3 separate regions of the Mus musculus genome follow, and regions 1 and 3 are each linked to region 2. Evidence: chromatin contacts called from public promoter capture Hi-C data. All regions are on one chromosome and are shown on one strand. Each heading gives the region's core, a stretch centred on a gene start, on an enhancer-like site or on the middle of the called end of the contact. The rest is flanking DNA. Distances are from core to core; before and after follow the strand shown. Region 1 holds the start of Pdcl (phosducin-like). Region 2 holds the start of Acbd5 (acyl-Coenzyme A binding domain containing 5). Region 3 holds the start of Rc3h2 (ring finger and CCCH-type zinc finger domains 2).

Region 1 (3,754 bases), core at 606-3,105, about 14 Mb after region 2:
ACTTTATAAGAATCTAAAGGTGTTTTCATAAGCAGAATCTCAACAAACCCCAACCCTGGATCTATGCCATAGTTTACCAGGCTTTTGTTATAGCAGGCAAAAACAAGGCTTAGATAAGGCACATTTCTTTGCTGAGCTTTGCAACAAAGGCTGAAGCTGTTAACAGACCCACTGATGTATGACTTCCAGGAGCCTGAGAGGGGCATTACTGTCTACTTGTGTGAACTGGGTAAGAGGAATCTTTTGGTGTGGTTTTTATTCGTATACACTTTTAGTTTTAAGACTGCTAACAAATTGGGAGAAAGTCCTCAGGGAAAACTTCAAAAGGGACTACCAAGGGTAGGTATACTGTTGAAACTAAGTCATTCACTCCTTGCCTCACTAAGAGCCTAGATACATGGTCTCAAGCTGGACCAATTATAACCAGCAAGTCTCCACGACAAAACTTAAATAAGAGCCAGATGGTTAAAGAACACCTAGGACCCAGATGTTTTGGGAAAAGGTACAGTTCAGTGCTTTAGAAGTCTGTTTAAGACTCCAGTAGCGCAGGGCAGTGGTGGCCCACGCCTTTAATCCCAGCATTTGGGAAACAGAGGCAGGCAGATTTCTGAGTTCGAGGCCAGCCTGGTCTACAGAGTGAGTTCCAGGACAGCCAGGGATACACAGAGAAACCCTGTCTCAAAAAAAAAAAAAAAAAAAAAAAAAAAAATTAATTAATTAATTAAAATAAATTAAAAAAAGACTCCGGCAGGAATGACTAGTCAAAAACAAAAACAAACAAACAAAAACGTCCTTCCTCTAAGCATACCAAATATCAACACTGCGCTGCCTTCAGAAGAGACTTAACATATGGTATTTACTCTATTACAATTTACCTCTCTCCCACACAGCAGATTCCAGTCAGGACAGAGCACTGTGCACGCTGAACAGCAACCAAGAGGAAAGTGCCAGCACCAGGGGAAGGAAGAAAACTTTTACAATTTCCTTGTCTGGGATGTGCCAGAGGGCCACAACTCGGTCCGATGAGTGAAAAACGGGGCCAGAAGAGGAGGAGTGTACTGAGGAGACTGGGCTGCTGAGAGGTGAGAACACTGGCAGACAGAAGTGGCATGCACCCGCAGTGCAGAAAGTAAACCTCAAGTGGGGATAGTAAACTTGAAGAGGTGGAGGATCATGAAGAGGGTGGAGCTAAGGAGAGGCACAGAAAAGGAGGAGCAGTGATATGGGCAGGGCCAGTGAAAGGCTTCCAAGAGAGGCAGTTAAGAGTGTTAAGAGAAAGTAGGACAGTGAAGAAGACAGGGCTGCACAAGTGGAACACAGAAGGGCGGGGCTAAGCTTCCAGGAAGGCGGAGCTTATGGGACAAAAGGGCAGGGACAGGATGTTAAGTAAAGCAGAGCTGTAAGGACGGAGTGGAGAAGGCGGAGCCATAAGGAAGGTGGGGCTGAGGAGGCGGAGTAGCGAGGAGGACAGGGCAGGGGAGGGCACAGTGAAGAGGGCGGTACTGAGGAGGGACGCTCCGAGTCTCCAAAGGAATTTGAGAAGTACAGAGGAATTGGGATCCAGGAGCCGGGAAGCAAAGTAGTTCGCCCAAGGCGCGTAAACTCCTGCCCCACCCATGTCTAGGCCCGCCGCTTCCTCCTTGCCGACGCCTGCGCAGTTAGTTACCTCGCCTCGCTCAGTCTGCTCCTTCTAGACTAGCAGCTCCTGTCACCAACAAAGGACGCTCGCCTAGAGAAAGAGAAGTGGCCGAAAGCCTTGAGCGACAGAGAAAAAGCTGCCGTGGACTCTGCGGACCAATCACACGGCCTTCCGGCGTCGCGGCGGACGCACGCTACCCAATCACAAGAAGCTTATCTCGGCGTCTGAGGAGGAGCTACGGGTCTTAGCTTAGGACAAAACTCGTAGATGTGTATTTCTAGTTAAATATGAAATTTTTATTAACTTACGTTCCAAGTTTCGAGACAAATTACAAAGGAATATTAAGGCGAAAAATAACTCGAAAACATTAACTTCTTCAAGAATAAGTAACTCAAAGAACAGAAGTTGTATGACAACCTGAATTGGATTGCTGGACTGGAAACGAGCATGGACAACTGAAGAAATTTGAATAACTCTTATCAACTAATGTTAGTCAAATAGTTGACTCTGTAGTTTACAGAGTTTACAACAGTTATGTATAATGATTACCTTTGAAAATTCTAGATTAAAAAAAAAGTCAAGGAAACTACCCTATGTTTGAAAACTTTTGTTAAACCTCAAATGATTTCAAACTGCTTAGTTGGCGTGTCTTGTACACAACTGTGAGATTGCAAATTAAACCGTGTGCTAATTAAAACATATCAAATTTGCTCGATTTGTATAAAATGCAGCGTTTAAGATAGGGCTCTTAATTTGAAAAGGGGGTTTCTTGATTCCTGTTTCTAGGACCACCTAGATGTTACTGCAAATTTGTCTATGTTCACATTTTAGAATTTCATCTTCTTGCCCCAACTGGGTGGTGGGGGTGATGGAGTGGGAGAGCTGGATGAGCCATCAGACCTGACTAAGCTTCCAACGTCCACCCATTTGGCCCAGGATTGGGCTAGTATTTGGGCTAGACTCAGAAATGCAAGGTACCTCCCCATGCCATCCCACCCCCACTGCTACCCCTGCCATGCAAGTTCTGTGCAGGGATAACATACTGTGGCCCCCAGGTTGAAGGGTGCCCAGTGCCCCCAAGTTAACCTGGAGACCTAACCTGAGGGCTAGGCAAGAGCTGGAGTGGAGAAAAACTCAAATGGGACCTGGGGCTTTTCCTGGACCGTCTCTTTGGAAAGATGTCAACTGAAAGGAAATAAAACTGTAATTCATGTAATGTATGTTAAATAGCCCAAAGAGTTGTTTCTGAGCTTTGAAACCTGGGGCTGAGAACATAGCAGAACAGACCAGGACATGCCCGGGCAAGCCCATCGCCTCCCTAGCTCCCACCCCTCTGACCTAAGTTAAATGTTACAGGCTGCTGATGTTTAAATGGACCAATCATGTGAAACCGCGCCAATTCCTCCCCCAGCCCCACTCCTTTTCTATAAAAACCCCTAGCTTCCAAGCCTCGTGGTCGAATCCACTGTCTCCTGTTATGTGAGATACGTTTCGACCCGGAGCTCCGCCATTAAAAACCTCTTGTTGTTACATCAAGGTGTTGTGTTCTATTCGTGATTCTTGGGTGCACGCCGAATCGGGAGCTGAGTGGGGGTTTCCCCACTGAGTTCTTTCATCAACCAAGAAGACCATCTGCTGCTCTGAGGACCTTGAGCTTAGTTTCAAGAACATGTGTAAGCTGCAGTCTCTGTTGTAGAAGTGTGTGGAGGAGGTGGAGGACGAGAGGGGCTGGAGAGATGGCTCAGCATTTTAGTACTATAATGCTCTTCCAGAGGACCTGGGTTCCGTGCCCTGGTGCAGGCCCACAGGAGAAAGCAAATGAGTAGCCAATGAATGGGTTAGCCTGACCCCAGCACTTAGCAAGCCTACTTTTCACTGCTGCTTTTGTCTTACTACCCAGATCATACTCTTAATAATTAACTTGTCAAAGTTACAGGGGTTGGGGTGGTGGTAGAGAATCAGAGAACACCAGTCAAATGATGCTCTAATCTGTAATCTTCCTTCAGGCTTATAGACATCAGAATGGTGAGCATGATGATCTATGGACAGCACTAAGACCACGTAGAGAGAACTGATTATTTCAAGAATGCCCACGGTGGTACCCACACAGCTATG
Region 2 (3,745 bases), core at 584-3,083:
AAACACCATAACTCGGGATGCAGAAGCAGGTGTATTTCTGAGTTCGAGGCCAGCCTGGTCTACAGAGTGAGTTCCAGGACAGCCAGGGCTATACAGAGAAACCCTGTCTTGAAAACAACAACAACAAATTATAATAAATAAATTCAGTGCAATCACTGGCAAAATATGCTGTCATTAGTCTGTCATTAGTAACTAATGATCTACAGAACCAGTAGGGTAGCTCATTACATAAGTCTAATGAGCAGTTGTCGAAATCAAGTATTAAAAATAAACACCCAACACTTTTTCAGAATATATATACCTGAGTATACTAGGAGTGACTGAGAAGCACCCAAGTTCAAGAAAAGAGTAGGTGAGGCAAAGATAAACACACAAAGCGTTCTCATGTTGAGAAGGTTAGAAAACTTGTGTTTCCCTTTTACATGATTAGGACAAGTCACATATTCATAGCAGGTTTTATGATTTGACTGACACTCGCTTGCTAAATCATTAAATTTTAGGACCTTGGGCAAGTCAACTATCATTTCCTCATCTATCAACACCTTACAGTGCTTTTGAAACAGATCATACGTTTGCCAAACATCACACATATGAAGGCGGTGAAGTACTAGGGAGCGGTTCTCTAGTGAAGCCTGCGTTCCTCCAGTGCCTTTGGTCTTTTTGATTAAACGATCAGTGAGTCCGGAACTGTTTCTGGGGTACTTTTGAATACAGGCCGCATGAGCCCTGAAAGAACTCTTCAGACGACACTGTTCTCAATACCCAGATAAACAAGCTATGTCAGAGGATTCCTTTCTGCTCGAAGCTTAAGAAGTACTTCGGAGACGCCCCAAACGCAATCCGGAAGAAAGGAACTTCCGCCACACACAGGAAGGGTGGGCTACAAGGAAAAACCGAACCGGAACCGGAGGGGGACTACGCCAGCCTACAGAGGAAGGTGTCCGGAAGCGCCGGGGGACTACAGTTCCCATAAGCCCGCGGGGGCAAGGTGCGGGGCAGGCGTCGAGACAAAACGGACAGGCCTTGCCAGTCATTTGGCTATATCAAGGTAAATGCCGACATCGCGGCTCCAAGGGAAGAGTGACTTATAGTTCGCAACTAGATTTTTACGAGTAATCTTCCCAACCCATCCTAAACCGACAAAACTGACGTTCCCAGCGGGGCGTCCTTGAGATTTCCAGGCCACGGCACTCTACGCCTGCGGGGAGCTTCCTAAGTGCCTACAACGCGGGCATTACGTTGTTCACCGACCATCTCCATCCCTAGCCTCCGGCGGAGCTGGACGTGGCTGTGCCTGTCTCCTGGGCCTGGAGAGTGGGTAGTGGAGGTGTTGCGCAGCAGGCCGCCACCGCTCACCTTTGCTCTCTCCGCGGCCACCCTTGGGGCCAGACGGTGAAAGCTGTCCCAGACTTGGGGGCCAGGGCTAAGCCCTTCCATCCTTGCCCTTAATCCTCCCTTTCTCCCCTTTAGCGTGTTGTATATCCACAGAAGAGGTCAAGTGCCTTCTCCTAGGTCACAGAGAGTAAATGTCAAAAGAAGTTTTGAAGCCACTTTTATGATTCACTCCCTTCTCCGGTTTAACCCCGAGGCTAGGCATTGAGGACCACCGACTCTTGTGTTTTTCTTTTCTTTAAACACTAGCGGTATCCAGGGGCCACCTTTAGGACCTGGCATAGAATCCTAGCGCGTCACCAGGCTTGCTGTCCTCAGCCCGAACATAAACAAGCACCGGGTTCTCCACAGACCAACCCCAGCCGGAGCGCCTTGCAGCCTCTTTTCCCCTCCTCTGAGAACGCGCAGCCCGTGCACGTCACCGCGGCGGAGCGGGTGGGTGGGGTTTGCTGCACGGCGGCCGCGGCGGCGGAGGCTAGTGGGTCCTCCGGTGACTCTGGGGCGGGGCTGTGGGGCGGCTGCCCACCGACGGCAGAACTTCTCAGGAATGGGGGGTGTGATTGGTTGGCCGGCATCTTCCGGGTGGGAGAAAGGGTCCGCTATCACGGGCGGCTCAACCTCCAAGGCCTGCTGCTAGAGATGCTCTTCCTCGCGGTGAGTTGTTTGGCTGTTTTTGTTGGCTGGGATGTACTCTTAGACACGCCCCACGAAGGAGGAAGGAACCGGGCCACCTGAGTTGATGTGGCCTTGATTGGGCAGGCAAAGGGGAATTGACCAGCTATGCTCCTGTCATTAATCCGCTGCTGCGCTCGGTGTTCAGTTTCATGCAGGCTCTTGGGGAAGCTGGTGCTGCTGCTGCTGTGTGATTACCGCGGACAGACCTTGGGACCGAGGCCGGCGCTGGCAGCTGGAGATGGCGGACACACCGTCAGTGTATGAAACCAGATTTGAGGCGGCCGTGAAGGTGATCCAGAGTTTGCCGAAAAATGGTATGTGCAGTGGGCTCTAGGTAAAAGACCTTTTCCAGCTGCTTCTAGTCTACCTTATTTAGCGCCCCCTCTCGCTCTGTCATTAAAAGAAATGTAATTGAAAGAAATGTAATTGAAAGAATGGTATTGAATGCTAATTAATTACCGCTGATTTTTGAGGCCAAAGGCGACGTATTATCTAGGTTTTAAGTAGTTTATATTCTTGAGAACAAGTCTTATCACTTAATGACTGTGGATTTGGGAAAGTTAAAAAACAAAAACAAAAACTGGGGAGGGATGTCTGGTGCTACCTAACTCAAAAGTGTAATCCGAACCTTCAGAAACTTTGATATGAAGCGGAAAGGAAAGGACAACTATATTCTCGTGTAAAATGATTATTTTGACTATGATGTGTCAGGTACGGTTTTCTTTGTGTGTATCCTGGCAACAGCTTGTAAAACTTTTTATAATTTTGTCTGACCAGTGTTAAGGATTTTTTTTTCCATCACTAAATTTTTTTTTCAGTGTTCTAAATAGAGAAGCTTGGGAAGAGAGACTTTTACTTTGAAATTTTATATCCATTTGCATTGTGATTTACTTTTCATAATAAATTAGATTAAAATTATCTTAAGCATTTTTATTGTGTGTGCTAGATTTGTAGGCCAAGTCAAACATAACATTACTATATTTGTATAGTATTTAATGTCTTCCCACTTTTCTTTTCTTTTTCTTTTTTTTTTTTTTTTTTTTTTTTCGAGACAGGGTTTCTCCGTGTAGCCCTGGCTGTCCTGGAACTCACTTTGTAGACCAGGCTGGTCTCGAACTCAGAAATCCGCCTGCCTCTGCCTCCCAAGTGCTGGGATTAAAGGCGTGTGCCACCATTGCCCAGCTATCTTCCCACTTTTCATGTATCATCATTTGGCTAAAAAATTAGTAGTAAGCATAGTTCATTCCAGTAAGAAATTTTCCGGAGGCATAGTTTTGGAAGCTTGTAGGGCATGTGTTGGCATGTACAAAGCCCTTATTTAGTTCCTGCACACCTTCAGAATCAGTGGCACAGGCTGCTTTGCGATGCCAGCTTTCTTGGAGGATCAGGAGGGCTGGAGCTTTGATTTGGCAGTGGATCACTTGCTTACTGTGTAGAAGCTCTAGGCTCCATGGTGTTGTCTATGTTTCACTTTGTATTGGAGGAGAACACAGTGAAGACTAAAGGGTAAGTCCAAATAAGCTGAAGGAAGGAAGGAGTAATAAGACCAGTGTGGTGATGGATGCCTTTAATCTCAGGACTCCAGAGGCAAAGGCAGTTGGATCTTACGAGTTCAAGGCCAGTCTGATCTGGATAATGAGAACCTGTCTCAAAAAACAAAAAAGAAAATAGCATAAGA
Region 3 (3,422 bases), core at 233-2,732, about 14 Mb after region 2:
TGGGAAACATGAATCACCAAATCAACAAAACAATGGTAATATTGGAAAATAGCCTTTAATAGGATAGAATAGTCTCTGGGTTTTCAAGAACTGACTGTGTTAGTAAACAATTTAAGTAAACAATTTAACATGGATATTGATGTCAGATCAGTGATGTAGTTTTTTAACCACATAAAAGGTAAAAACAGGAATCTACAAACTATTCTTAATGAGTCCAAGTCTTAGGCTGTGTATACAAGTTAACCACAAAGAGACTAGACCCACCAACTAGAACATTCGTTTCTTTCCTTCTGTCAAATAATATCACTTTAGTGTGCCATTATTAGCTTTCTCTGGTTAACTCCAAGTTTTTACTGGAACTTTAAAGCCTGACTACTAAAAATGACAGGAAGATTTGTAAAACACTTTTAACACTTTATTCGGGATATAAAGTCAACTCTAATTACAGTGGGTCAAGATGAGAAGAAATTCCTTAGGGTCCTAAGGTTAGGAGGACAGTGGGATTAAAAAGAACCGAGGTGGAGCTTAAACAAAAATCTAAACAGGTTGAGAATCACTGAATTTGAATACTTAATGTCTGTGATTACTTTAGACTATTTTGGTCTGAAGGCTGTGTCTGCCAGTATCTTAAAAACTCTGGTGATTTCAAGGATGGAAATGACAGCTACCCTTATCTCCTTCCTAACGACAGAAAAGTACAGCTGTTTCTCTTAGAAACAAAGATGCTTTCTACCATTCTCCTAAGATGGTGGAAGAGTCTCCTTATGAGGCTCCCCCAAGGAAAATAATAAGAAAGGGGGAAAGAAAACTATAGCAGAATTCCCTGGCTGTGCTTCATGCCATCGCTCCTAGTCACATCCCCTGGTCCAGCCATCTCCCTCCAGGGAGGTTAAGCCCTCCCTGGGCATTGTTTAGCCAGGGTCCCTATTTACAACACTCAGATCGCCTCCATCCCAGCGCTGTGGTCTCGGTAAGCCCAAGGGCTGAAAAGAAAACGCTAAGACAGGACCTGATCTCGGGGACCTTTTCGAAAGCCCCTCTTCCTACATGGGTTAAGCAAAGAAGGAAGCCGGCCTCTGTTCGGGTGGGATCCTCAGTGGTCAGAGGCGTCCCTTCAGCCGGTGCTGGAGAAAGGTGGCCATCTGAGCGTTTCGCTTCGCATCAAAAAGCCCTACCAGAGCGAGGGGCCTCTCTGTCGTGTCAGGTGCGGCCCGCGACTCCCAACCCTCGGGGTACCGGCGGCCACCGTGCACAGGCCGCCGGGCAGAGACAGCTCCCCGCCCCACCTCTGAGGACCCGGCAGCCGGGCCAGGGCCCCAGCCGCATCTTGCCCGCCCCCGCCCTACCTGAGGGGCCCGGGCGGGGTCGCTAAGGGCCGCTCCCGGGGGCCCCGCGACGGCGCGGCTCGGCGACGGAGGCGCCTCGTCTCGCCGGGGCAGAGCTCGGCGGCGGTTTCAGGGCCTCAAACTCCATCGGGAGCTACAGGGACAGCCCCGTTGGCGGCGGCGAAGGCCGCGACGGGGCCTCCTCCTCCTCCCTCCCTCCGCCTCCTCCTCCTCCTTCTCCTCCTCCTCCTCACCACGGAGGCGGACCTGGAGGGATCCCGATTTAGCTCTCGCGAGAAGATACTGTTCACTTCACGCGAGATTACGCAAGCCCGGGAGTTGGGGCAGAAGGGAAGCGTAGTGGCCCGGCCACCAGAACTGCGCATCAGTTTCCCTCTGAAGAAGAAAGCCACCCTCGTCACATGACAAAGGAACCCCAGAGTACTGTGGGAGATGATGCGAGGACTAGGCAAGACGAAGGGCCTTATGGGAAACTCCCTGCACATCTAAGCCTTGACCAGGAGGCTTGCAAGATTGAGCCAACGTTAAATTTATCATCCATAGAGCAGAACCTGCTTCATCTATGTTACAGTCTACTTTACTCTCTTTGTAGTGAGATACTAACCAGATTAGCAAATAATTCTCCAGTTTACAAAAACCAGGACCAAAGTGAAAACGTTTGGCAAACCCACCTACCTCATCTAAAATCCCAGATGCCTCAAAAGTGAGAAGGATCAAATTTTACAAGTTTTGGAATTATAACTCAATATTTGTTAGAGGACTTATGGCAACCTGTAAGGTAGGAATTATGAAGAAAGACTGAAAATAAGGATGAGAAAAGCAACAATTATAAACAAATATGCCAGGCTGTATGATAACTGATATTTTAAAAGCATTTTAGTTTTATAGTTAATTTATCAAAGTAATCCTAAAAGGTTAATATTGTGAATCTATGCTAATGATGTGCAACTGAATGTGAAACAAAATGTTCAGCAACATCCATGATAATAATCTGTATGTAAGTTAGAATATGGAAATTTCTCTAATGAAGCTTTAAATATACATGAGTTATAATCCAGATGTGGGGCTGGCGAGATGGCTCAGTGGTTAAAAGCACCGACTGTTCTTCTGAAGTTCCTGAATTCAAATCCCAGCAACCACACCGTGGCTCACATCTGATGCCCTCTTCTGGAGTGTCTGAAGACAGCTACAGTGTACTTACATATAATAAATAAATAAATCTTTAAAAAAAAATGCAGATGTGATGGTGCATCCCTGTGAACCCAGCAATTGAAAGGTCCAGGCAGAATCATAGACTGAACTGCTTACAACTGCAGCTCCAGTGACACAAAGCTTCTGGCAAGTGTGACAAGATCGGCTTTTTAGTTTTTGCATTTTGTTTTTTTTTGTGAAAGATCCATTGGCCCCACCTGTTTGTTGTTTGTTTTGTTTTCTGGTGCCTTGGCTAGCCTGTAACTAGCTCTGTAGACCAGGCTGGCCTCAAACGCAGAGATCTGACTGCTTCCCAAGTGCTGGGATTAAAGGCATGTACCACCACCTGGCAGCCCCACCAGCTATACATTAATAACTCATTATTCATAATTTCATCCAATTATGTTAATCAAAAAAGAAAGTTTCCCAACAATCAGGTGTACATTTTGGTATTTTCTTTTTGTTTTTGTTTCAAGACAGGGTTTCTTGTGTAGCCCTGGCTTTCCTGGAACTCACTCTGCCTCTGGAGTGCTGGGCTCAAAGGTGTGCACCATCACCACCTGGCACATTTCTGTTCTTTTCAACTGGACAGTGATGAGTAATTTTATATATACATGTTCCCTAACCTACTGTGTGTGCATTTTCCATTCTACTTCCATTTGATATTTTTCCATTTCACACAGGAAACATTCCCCAAACATGGAAAACCACATTAAAAGTTAACAATCACACCTTCCTTTCCCTATTATGTTTTTTAGACAGGGCTCAAAAACCTGTATAGTCTTGGCTGTCCTGGAATCACTCTATAGACCAGGCTGGCCTTGATCCTTGATATCTGCACGACCCAGCTTTCCCTATCATTTTTTAATCACTGGCATTTTTCCA

Evidence for each region. Promoter capture Hi-C pulls out the DNA fragments that hold promoters and counts their contacts.
Region 1: a promoter capture Hi-C map of pre-B cells shows a contact between it and region 2. The contact joins the promoter of Pdcl here to the promoter of Acbd5 in region 2. A contact is called at or near these places in 3 of 39 promoter capture datasets (cranial neural crest, pre-B cells and second pharyngeal arch cranial neural crest) and 1 of 9 other capture datasets (pancreatic islet).
Region 3: a promoter capture Hi-C map of second pharyngeal arch cranial neural crest shows a contact between it and region 2. The contact joins the promoter of Rc3h2 here to the promoter of Acbd5 in region 2. A contact is called at or near these places in 4 of 39 promoter capture datasets (cranial neural crest, maxillary cranial neural crest, pre-B cells and 1 more).

Annotation. Positions count from the first base shown.
Region 1 is chr2:37,357,477-37,361,230 of GRCm38.p6, forward strand. Pdcl (phosducin-like) reads right to left here and starts at 1,856. Exons shown (of 4, transcript NM_026176.3): 1 at 1,667-1,856.
Region 2 is chr2:23,067,239-23,070,983 of GRCm38.p6, forward strand. Acbd5 (acyl-Coenzyme A binding domain containing 5) reads left to right here and starts at 1,834. Exons shown (of 14, transcript NM_001355637.1): 1 at 1,834-2,046; 2 at 2,213-2,381. The coding sequence starts at 2,032.
Region 3 is chr2:37,421,421-37,424,842 of GRCm38.p6, forward strand. Rc3h2 (ring finger and CCCH-type zinc finger domains 2) reads right to left here and starts at 1,483. Exons shown (of 22, transcript NM_001100591.1): 1 at 1,347-1,483.